Regions from separate parts of the Mus musculus genome. Here all the other regions are linked to region 2. The links are chromatin contacts, called in public Hi-C maps. All regions are on one chromosome and are shown on one strand. The core of a region is the stretch at or near the end of the contact, and the rest is flanking DNA. Distances in the headings are between cores, read along the strand shown.

Region 1 (3,862 bases), core at 827-3,326, 190 kb after region 2:
TTATTCAGCACACCTTTAATTATACTACTAATGTGTCTTTTACAATGCTACTGGAACTCCTTGGGACCTTCAACTGAAGGATGGAATTGTGAGCTCACCAAGGGTTGGCATGAAGTCTAGAGTCAGTCACAGGCAATGGAAACTGTATAGGGACTGTACACATCTGAAACACCCTTAAAAGTGTAAAGATGACAAAGTACAGTCATAAAACTTAAGGACTAAATGATCAACCAATAGATAGGAGTTGAATGCATACCTAAAGGCCATGCAAGTCAGGATATAGAGAGAGTGTCAGAAGAGTTCAAAGTAGCATGCAAATTTCTTGAAGCAGAAACTCACATTATCTTAACACATTTCTGAACTGCCACAATAAAAGTATTATTTGAGCCTGTTTGTCAGTATTAAATATCAGTAGGTAAAGACCAGAGTAATATGAATACAGACAGGGCTGATAAAGTGGTACGAAGGGAAGAATAAGTAGTGACTGGAGATGTTTATAAAGAGATTCTCAACTAGTCCAGATTCCAGAAAAACAAGAATGCTCAAGTGACAAAAACATCACTTAGGATAACAGATGTTTGATGGGAGAACTGTGGTACATAGCCACATACTGCCAACTTCAAGGGTGTTAATTATACACACTGGAGCTTGACAACTCTGTATGTTATGTGGCCAAATAGCAGACCATTTATGCTGTAGAGTTTGTGTACTCTAGGGTGCAATTATTCAGCCCTGCCCTTCTCGCTCCAAAGATGTCATAATCAATGCACGAGTAAAGGATAAAATTCATCCCCAAAATTTATTTAGGGACACCAAAATTTAATTTGACAAAATATTATTGTGAATTGTATTACCATGACTACTTAACAATGTGAAGTATCTTGATAGCTAGCCGGACATTCAAAAGTAGGCAGCTGGTAAAATTTCTGGCCCTTAGGCTGTAGTTTGGTGAATTCTGATACAGGCTCAATGTAAATGGTACAACTGGAATTGGAAAAGGAGCAGAAAAAGTGAGAAATAAGAAAGGAAACAAATTCAGCTGCCCTCATTAGTCAAGAAGAATGTGTGTGAGGTATAGTGTGTGTGTGTGTGTGTGTGTGTGTGTGTGTGTGTGTGTGTGTGTGTGTGTGCATGTGTGTGTGTGTGGTATATACGGTGTGAGATGTGGTATGCTGGGATAAGGAGGAGGTCTGGGCTTCCTATTTTTACATAGCTACTAATCTTTTTATTCCAAACACTCTTTCCAATGTGCCCTCAACTTGGCACTGTAGCCATCTGGCTGAGTATTGTTTTTGTTTGTTTGTTTGTTTGCTTGTTTGTTTTATTTTGTTTTTAATTGTAGAAGATGGCAGAAACATTCTAAAGAGAATAAAAGAAGAAAAGCAACTTTTTTCTCAAGGTTATAATCCTTTGCACGGGAGGGGGTAAAAGGAATAGTAGCTCATATCCTTGAGTGAAGACAGTAGTGTATGGTTTCCGTAAGTTAAAACAAAGAGGCAGCCACATAGCAAAACAACCCATCATATCACAGTGCTATATACAGCTGCAAAACACACTGCACTGGGCTCTGCCCCTTAGCTTGGAAGGCCAGCCCTTGGCATGTTTCAAAACGCTGGTGCAGTGAACCTGTAAAAGGCTTTATCTCTTTAATATGTGCCATCTGACTTTCAGAGCCTGTCTGACTGTGTCTATTGATGTCTGTCCTGGCTGAGTTCATCCTCTTTGAGCAACACAGCCAAGCTACAGGGACCAACAAGACAATAGGAAATTTCATGACAAGATTTAATTAGAAGATTCTCATCTGTATTCTGTGTGTTGATTAGCCTAACACTGCTAGTTTATGATCCAGAATAGTTTACACTCCCTGCCTGTGGCCTTTGAGTGACTTTGAAGATATCCCTACTGGCTAGTGTATACAATACAGCCACTTGCAAGGAACATCTTTTAGTCCAGTGGCAGGGGGAGTTTTTACAGAGCAAACAAACTATCAGCTCACTAAATGAAAACCTTGCTGCTGAATGCAGATGCACACAGACCAAATGCACTGTCTTCTTCATAAGAAATGGGCAACCACAGTGAACAGATGAAGTGCTCATAGAGTCCTCTTTGGTATTTTTCTTTTTTGGTTTTGGTTTTTGGTTTTTTGGTTTTTTGAGACAGGGTTTCTCTGTGTAGCCCTGGCTGTCCTGGAACTCACTCTGTAGACCAGGCTGGCCTCTAACTCAGAAATCTGCCTGCCTCTGCTTCCCAAGTGCTGGGATTAAAGGCGTGTGCCACCACTGCCCGGCCTCCTTGGTCACTTTGTAAGTGATTGGAACAGATCACATCTCTACGTATATTTCTGTATCTTTAATTGAATATACCCAAGAGACTCCTTTTGTGCACTTTATAATACCTTTCCAAATATAGAAACCTGGAAGATTGGATGTAGTTACTGCTGTTATTAATATTAACCTTTTATCATCGTCAACCACCTTGAGGAAACTGACAAAAGGCTTAAATTCATTTACTTTGAAATTGCACAAGAAAGGTACTCATTAATCATCCAAATCTATAAAAAGTAACATCATTAAGAAGATTTTTATATATTTTTCAATATAACCTAGTAAGACTTTTCAAATAACTAGTATTTGTGCATCATTATACCTTGCGCTACACAGACATGAATTATGAGCCATTGATTCTATGATGTGCCAGCCTGTCCAGGACGGGAATCCCCTCTGCAGATCTCCCACACAGACTTCCAGTATTGAGTGCACCGAGGGTCAGAAGCAATGCACAGAGGCATCCTCTGGTAGTCTATAAACTTGGGCCTTTACATTATTTAGTTAATCTTCTTCATATAAATATAAAATAATTATAAATATAAATATTATATATAATATGGATACAAATAATATATCCATAAATATAAAATAATCTAACATCAATTCATAAGTAGGTATTTATGTCAGTGCTGAAGGAATTGTCAGACCTGGACATGGTAACATTCCCTAGGGTCCTAGTGTAAATCCAATTTGTTTTACGTTATCGGAACAGATTTCTCCTGTGTATTAAGCGCCATTGTCCATGTACTACCATTTGAGTGTCAGCCTACATTTGGAAACTGTTTACAAGCATGCACATAGGATCCACTTGTACATGCTTGTGTAGATGTATACTTGCGTTTGGAGGTCCAATGTCTACGATGAATATTCTTTCTCTATCACTCTGTACCTTTAGTGTTTGAGGCAAAGCCCCTCATTAAGCCTAAGGTTCATACACTGGGCTTCTCTGGATGGCCAAGGAGCTTCAGGAATATTTCTGCTTTCCCTACAGCTGGGGTTACAGGCTCATGTTGCCATGCACAGCTTTATTTACACTGATTCTAGGGATCAGGATACAGTTCCTTGTGCTTGGACAGCAAACATGTTAGTAGCAGCCCTCTCCCACCCCTTTGCTTACAAACGTCAGTATTTGCCCTTTGCCGTCCCCTAGGTGGAAATAGGGCATATGTTATTTCTCTTGTTTTTGTTGTTGTTTGTTTGTTTGTTTGTTTTCCCATATGAGTGAGTAGTGGTTGGCTTGGCCAGGTCTTATGTCCATCCCTAGGGCATCCTCCTCCTCAGCTGCCATCATGGTGCCACACTGCACCTTAAGAACACCACCAGCCCAATTGGGATCTAAGCTATGGTGTATGTTATTGTTCCATCCATGTTAAAATGCCCTTTATCAAAGACATAGCAAACAAGCAAGCAAATGCTGGTAAAGCTATGGAGAAATGAGCTTCTCAAACAGGATTGTTGGGCATATAAACTAGTGAAGCAGTTATAGAAGACAATATAGAACTACCCCCCTCCAAAAGCCTGACAAACATGAATTT
Region 2 (3,667 bases), core at 983-3,482:
TGAAAAGTACTTAACATATAACTAAGAGACAAGTTTAAAGCTCAGAAATCACTGCAGTTTTGTTTGTTTTTGAGACAGAAACTCTCGTGGCCCAGAATGGCCACTCGAAATCCCTGGGTAACTAACGATGGCTTCAAACCTGTGATTCTTCTGTAACTAGCTCCCATGGGCTGGGATTACAGGCCTGAGCCATAATAGACTGTGTGGTTCTAGAGACAGAACCAGATCTCATCCATGCTGGGCAAGTTCCCTATGAACTGAGAAACATTCCAGCCTCATACCGTAATGTTTTTTTTAAAATCACAGTTCATTTCATCTGTAATCTTCTACTCAGCCTACCCACTTTGATAATTTTCCCACTCCTGTGCTTTTTAAATAGGACACCTATTTAACAACATTGCCAGTGAGCAATCAGAGTTAGTCAAAAGCGCTTCTTTACCTTCCTGTACTCCAGATCTTAAACTGGCCTCAGTAATGTCTTTGCAAAGACAGAGACTCCCAGCAACATTCTTGGGACCTTCATAAAGAGAGAGGAGAGGTGAGAGAATGTCCTAAGTCTTCCCTCCAAGCCTCAGCCATAAGTTTTTGATACACAGGTGCTAAGGAACCAGGCACCTCAACCTTGAGTTGTTGTCAGAAAACAATAAAGTGAGAAATGGAAACAGGAATCACTTTGACACAAGCATTCCCTAGGACTGAATGTTATTCTGGGTTTTATGTCTGCAGGTTTTATACAGCAAGGTGGGCTGTTCTCAGAGAGAGAGAAGGATACAGAGATGGCCTGTCCTTAGGGAGAGAGAGAGAGAGAAGGATACAGAGATGGCCTGTCCTTAGAGAGAGAGAGAGAGAGAGAGAGAGAGAGAGAGAAGGGAAGAAGGCAAGGGGGAACCTGCTGGAAGAAACCTTGACACATCCCAATGACTGGCTCAAGAGAAATTGAGTGAGATTGGAATTCTGCCATTGGTTCATTCATGGCTCTTAGCCAGAGGCTGAAGATCTCTCCCGAGGGGTTGATGGAGCCTCCTTTCTGCATTTATCATGACAAGTGATCATGAGGAAGGAGCCTCTGAAGGAACAGTTAAATGAGTTGTTTTCCTGTATTCAAGCACATCTCTACACACACACACATACACACACACACACACACACACACACACACACACAGAGACAGAGAGACAGAGACAGGGAGATAGAGAGATAGACACAGAGACAGAGAGATCTGTTTTTGTTTACTATTTGCACAGGAGTTTGGTTTTAATATATTAATCAATCATGAAAAAAAAACCCTCAGGAAAAGTTTATGAGCAAGAGGGAAATCCGTTGGCCTCCTGTCTTGTACATCTACATTGTATTTAACCAGATGGTTTCATGACATTTGCTGAGTCCAGCATAGTACAAAGTATAGCTTCATCAAACCCTGTAGCATGCTGTCTTGGTGGATCCATATCCAGATGATGGATAATTTCACCAACTGACAACTGTACTGCTTTCTGGTATGGAAGTGAAAAGGAGAAATTTACACTATCATTTATAAGTTAAATGAACTTCCTTGTGTAACCACTAGATGGCACTTTTAACCCACAATCAGCTACCACTAAAACTGATACTTTATTTTTATTCAAACATTCTTACTATTTGAGAAAGGATGGAATATAAGAGAATATTATGTTTCTTTAAAAAATATTAATTGTAAGTAAAATCTACCAAAGTATAGTTGAGTGTGACTTTTTAAAACATGAGCTTCATTTTAAAAAACAACTTAATGGCCAAACTGTGATCCTAGACTATTTAATGCACCAAACAAAAGATTTATGTAAGCCTACATTTTGAAATACACCAACATGTGAAATGCGGCAGCTGCAAATGAAGCAGGAAGTCTAGATTTTTCCTATTGTACTCCACTTGACTGCTAAAAAGCAGAATTCATATGTCTCCTTGGGCCTATGTTTTCACAATTTTTTGGAAACTCAAACTCAGTCTCGTGATGACTTCATTCGCTTAAATAATGTTTTTAAATTGTAGTTTACACAAAGCAGAAAACAACTTCCCAACCAAAGGTTTATAAAAAAAGGTCTATGTTGGACCCGTGCTGATGCTGATGACTTGAAAACAAATGATAATGTACGCTGAGCAATCTCAATGCGATGAGCACCGGCTGACTAGTCTCCCACACATGAGGAGAGATGATTAGGAAGAAGTGTGTGTTTCCACAAAAAGTAACGGCAGCGCTGACAATGTGGGTCAGCGCTCAGTTACAGGAAGATCGTAATAACCTCAAATGTAGTTCCCAGTCCCGGGAACACAGAACACTGGCTCCGGGGACCACAATTTGCAAGATGCAGCCAATCATATTGGCTATCTCCTGACGAAATCTAATCACTATTACTATCAAGAATGTCCCAGGAAGAGCGCATTTCATCTTCAACAGGCTTTGCAAGAAGGGTCAGGGAAAGCGAGGAGTAACCCTTCTCAAAAAGCCTGTTGAAGATGAGACATCTTCCCATCTCCCAAACATAGCACTTACATATCTCTGCTTTCATCTTGCCCTTCAGGAGAACTGGGATTCTCTGGGAATTGGCAGCCTTAGCTACAGCTACGTAGAGCATCAGACCACAAAGTGTCTGCTTCGCAATGAGGTGGAGGCAAAAGGAAAGCAAAGGAAGAAGAGCTCATGAAACCAGCCAGGACTTTCCAAGCTCTGAAGACCAGGGCACGTGCAGGTTCTCTGATGCCACCTAGTGCTCAAAGCTATATCAGATCGTTGTAGCACTGGTTCCCAAGTAACCCCCAGGAACGCTAGCCTCGATCTCATCCAATGGGTCCGGTAAAACAGATAGCCATTTCCTGTGTGACAGATGGAACCATAGGCATCTAACAGAAAAGACAGTTTGTGGGAGAAGAATGTGCCGACAGCGCTTGAGTTTACATGTGTTTTCCACAAGGCCTTTGTAGAACAAACAGCCCACTTTATCACCAGCACCGCCTTCCTTGCTGTATCATAATCGCACGGAAAGGAACATTTCGAAGACTTGGGTCTTTAATACGCTCATCTTTTATAGCTTTAAAATCATATAATGGTGGTGTCATTTTCTCGGAGCTCCCTGATGGAGCCCTGGCAGGTCCTAAAAAGCTTTGCAAAGTCAGTCTCCAGGTTGTTGGCACCATGGGAGAAATGCCCTTCTCAACCCCAGGAGAACAGTGGAAAACAAGAGCACACAAACAAGTCTTTTCCCTTCTCATGTTTGACTTCAGCTCTCTGAATTAGTTTTTCGGGTTGCAGGGAAGAAGCACCATGAACATGGTGGCTTAAAGCTCCAGATGGAGCCCAAAGACACAGTGAAGAATCAAAATGTCTACATAATCCCAATCCCTTGGTGCCTGGCCTCTGCCAGCTCTGGGGGACTGTCACTCCTCTGTCCTCTGGCATGCAGCTACATCATTCCTGTCATGCCTGTGTGCACGATGCCACTCTATCTACATTTCTGTTTTCACATGGTTTTCCCTCTTATAAGGATCACCAAAATTAAGTATATATAGTGTTCTTGTTCTCGCGTGATTGTATATGTGAATACCCTATTCCCAAAGGTTACTGTCTCAGGGACAAAGAGACAGATATCAACATATCTCCATAGAGACCACAGTTCACCACCCTTCCATCATCCTAGGT
Region 3 (3,677 bases), core at 1,007-3,506, 230 kb after region 2:
GAAAGCACAGACTGAAGGAATGACCATCCGGAGACTGCCCCAGCTGAAAATCCACCCCATATACAACCATCAAATCCAGACACTATTGTGGATGCCAACAAGAGCTTGCTGACAGAAACCTGTTATAGCTCTCTCCTGAGAGGCTCTGTCAGTGCCTGATAGATACAGAAGTGGATGCTCACAGCCTACCATTGGATTGAGCACAGGGTCCCCAATGAAGGAGCTAGAGAAAGGACCCAAGGAGCTGAAGGGGTTTGTGGCCCCATAGGAAGAACATCAATATGAACTAACCAGTAACCGCAGAGCTCCCTGGGATTAAACCACCAATCACATGGTGGGACTCATGGCTCTAGCCGCATATGTAGCAGAGAATGACCTAATCAGTCATCAATGGGAGGAAAGGCCCTTGGTCCTGTGAAGGTTCTATACCCCAGTATAGGGAAATGACAGGGCCAGGAAGCAGGGAATGGGTGGGTTGAGAAGTGGGGGAGTGGGTAGGGGATAGGGGGTTTTTGGAGGGGAAACCAGGAAAAGGAATAACATTTGAAATGTAAATAAAGAAAATATCTAATGAAAGAAGAGAAAGAAAGAAAGAAAGAAAGAAAAGAAAAGAAAAGAAAAGAAAAGAAAAGAAAGAGGGAGGGAGGGAGGGAGGGAGGGAGGGAGGGAGAGAGAGAGAGAGAGAGAGAGAGAGAAAGAGAGAGAGAGAGAGAGAGAGAAAGAAGTTTGTGAAAACGGTGAGCAAACAGGGAGACTCTAAGGAATTTAATCACCTCCAATGAGAAATGGTAACTTTGTCAGTTAATTGTAATATCCTTCAATTACCTGGGAAGAAAGTATTGCAATACTAAGAGTCCATATTTTGGAGGGGCCCCATGAGCAGTGATGCCCTCTATGTCTCTTGAATTTTTTATTGGATATATTCATTGTTCGTGACATTTTGTTGTTTCACATGTTAGCTTCATTAAAACAGCCCAACACTAGATTCTAGCGTCACAGGATCCCTTGCTAATCACCACAGAAGTGTCTCAAGGCTAACAGATCCTCAGTCAGAGCTTGCTTAGAAAATGAAACACTTATTAACTGATTAGAGACCCAGTACTGCAAGGGAGAAGAAGGATGTGTTAGGTTTCAAGTTGTCAAGATTCTCGAAAAAGGAGAGCCCTCAGAGAGCCTGCTTTTCATCCTCTGCAGGCCTGCCCCCACCCCTTCTGACTCTGCCTCATATTGAGAAATGAGCCCAGCTTTAGAGTGAAAACACTTTGATTTTTGTTTCAGCCTCACCCAGGTTCTAACTATATGTTGTAAGGTGTGTGTGTGTGTGTGTGTGTGTGTGTGTGTGTGTGTGTATAAAACACATAGATCATCATTGTCTTTCAAAATATGATCAGCCTAACCTGTGTTGGGTTGTTGTAATTATTACAAGCAATGCATGAAGGACAACTGTCAAACAGACATTATCCAGATTGGTGACTCAGATAGACCTTAACGCATGTATGGATTCACTTTCCAACGTTGTGCCCCATCCAAAGCCGTGCTATTTCTATAATCAAAGATCTAATTAGCCAAGGCTGGGCAACAAAATACCATAGAATTGAGTGGCATGAAATAAGATTTATATCCCATTTCTACAGAACAGGACTCCAGGTCTGGCTCAGCTGGATTTTCTAGTGAGCACAAGAGCTCTCCCAAGCTGCAGTTCTGTCAATGCACAAATAAAGAAGTCTGCCTCAAGCTCTCTCCCAAACATAGTTGTTGACATAAATCAGTTCCTCGAAGACATTTGGATTATGAACATCCTGTGCATATTGGCCAGGGGCTGCCTTCACTTCCTTACCATGTGGGCCTCTCCATGGAGCAAGAACATGAGAAGATTCATGGGGTCAGTGAGCATGCTCATAAAGTACAGAGTAGCAGCAGGGAGCAGAGGGTTTTGAAACTTCATCTCTCTGAGTTGAAAGCCCACTATTTCTACCCTAGTTCTTGCTGAGAATCAGAGGGCTGGGTTCAGTATACATAAAACAAGAGGAATCACACCAGGAAACAGAAAGAAATAGGTGGAGAGGGTCAGGGGCCATCTTGGTACTCTTTGCCACAGCCAGAGTATTTTATCACATTCTCCTATGATGATTTGGACATTAGGCGATGTAGAAAAAGAAATATTTCCTTTTAACAAGAACACAGTGACTCAGTAGCCAAAGGAATCTGAGAACTATGTCTGGCTAGAATCAACTTGCTTCTCTTGAAGTGACAGTAGTGGAGAGGGCCTGGCAACATGCAGAGACCATGCTAGCCAAACGCCACATTCCTGAGCAATATTGAAGGAGACACGTTCAGCTTGTTTTTCTCATAAATATCATCTAGGCTGTGCACATGGTGATTGGCAGAGAAAGGAGTCTGCCACAGAACCACTGATGTCTCCAGACCAATCTCAGCAGGGTCCCAAATTCTAGCCATTGGTTTTCAGTCTGTTCCAAGAAGCTTATGTAATTTCTACCAGGACAATTCCAAGACAAGTTTCCAAATGAATGTTCATGGATCGAGTTGCTCTTCAGCCTAATCCTGAATACATTCAATACAACAGAAACAATAAGTCCAAGGAAAGGCTGGAGACTGCACAAATGTGCTCAGAATCTCTGCCTTCTCTGGAACAGGGACAACCATCAAGTACCTCACAGCTCAGCTTGGCTTCTCCTCTCCTGAGCCATCGTGAGTAACTTTTGAGTGTAGACAGACATCATTTTCTCACATCCACTTGGCTGTCTGCGATAAGCCGAATGAGAGATCTGTACTTGTCTCCGTGGCTGGAAACATGGAAGTTTTTAATATTCTCTGACTAAAATCCACAGACATAAAACAAGATGAGACGCGATCAACCCTTCCTGAATCTCCTTACCACGCCCCCTTTCTGATGATCTCATTGGATGCAAATCAGACAGAGCAACTGTCCCCAGCTCACCTCCTGTGAGCATCCCTCAAAGAACCCCTCCTGAGCCCCTCACCACGGTGTGAACATAGGACAGACAATAGCGTGCTTTCCTAAGGGTCTTGGGGATAGATCACTCTCTTGCTTATTCTGTGGAAATGTGCTCATTCCTCCAGACAGCACCAGAGAATCCAAACTGAGGAGAAGACTGTAGTTTTTCTCAGTCGGAGGTCCCTGCACCTCTTTGTAGCTGTTACATTTTCTTCATAACCAGGATTATCTGTCTGTCTCTTTTCCACCCTATAAACTCTTTGGAAGCAGGAACTTGGACATTGTCTCCTGGGTCTATGAAACTTTTAGATCATGAACTAGCTAGGCAATAATATTCAGACAGAAAAAGATATTGGACAATTAAAAATATTAAGATAGAGTTGGGTGACAGATCAGTTAGTAAACCATGTTCTATACAAGCATGTGGACCCGAGTTCAACTTCCAGAACAGACATATAAATACATACATACATACATGCATACATACATACATACATACATACATACATACATACATACATAAAAACTAGAAATGGTGGCACAGGCATGTGATGCCAGTTCTGGATGGCAGAGGCAGGCAGATCTCTGGAGTTCACTGTCCAGCTGGCATCAACTGAATTCCAGATAAAAGGGAAGAGACCCTATCTCCAAAAACAATGTGGATAGTGCATGAGAAATGATATTTGAGATTGACCTCTGG

What was found. Hi-C and Micro-C count contacts between places; a contact is called where the count stands out from the background.
Region 1: a Hi-C map of the N1E-115 cell line shows a contact between it and region 2, with 5 times the contacts expected there. The contact joins two enhancer-like sites. A contact is called at or near these places in 10 of 484 Hi-C or Micro-C datasets (LSK cells, the N1E-115 cell line, cerebral cortex and 4 more).
Region 3: a Hi-C map of the N1E-115 cell line shows a contact between it and region 2, with 7 times the contacts expected there. The contact joins two enhancer-like sites. A contact is called at or near these places in 4 of 484 Hi-C or Micro-C datasets (the HL-1 cell line, the N1E-115 cell line, cerebral cortex and 1 more) and 1 of 115 datasets of contacts at active chromatin or transcription factors (cardiomyocytes).

What each region holds. Positions count from the first base shown.
Region 1 is chr16:85,490,050-85,493,911 of GRCm38.p6, reverse strand. The region is part of intron 2 of Cyyr1 (cysteine and tyrosine-rich protein 1); the gene reads left to right. Among named protein-coding and RNA genes, the nearest start is that of Cyyr1, 58 kb to the left of the region's middle. Within about 2 kb of position 2,076, at least 1 of the 459 cell types and tissues checked has an H3K27ac peak or open chromatin away from gene starts, as enhancers often do. A contact at or near this core is called in the N1E-115 cell line, where this site is marked.
Region 2 is chr16:85,676,291-85,679,957 of GRCm38.p6, reverse strand. No RefSeq gene overlaps it. Among named protein-coding and RNA genes, the nearest start is that of Gm52244, 120 kb to the right of the region's middle. Within about 2 kb of position 2,232, at least 8 of the 459 cell types and tissues checked have an H3K27ac peak or open chromatin away from gene starts, as enhancers often do. A contact at or near this core is called in the N1E-115 cell line, where this site is marked.
Region 3 is chr16:85,444,685-85,448,361 of GRCm38.p6, reverse strand. No RefSeq gene overlaps it. Among named protein-coding and RNA genes, the nearest start is that of Cyyr1, 100 kb to the left of the region's middle. Within about 2 kb of position 2,256, at least 13 of the 459 cell types and tissues checked have an H3K27ac peak or open chromatin away from gene starts, as enhancers often do. A contact at or near this core is called in the N1E-115 cell line, where this site is marked.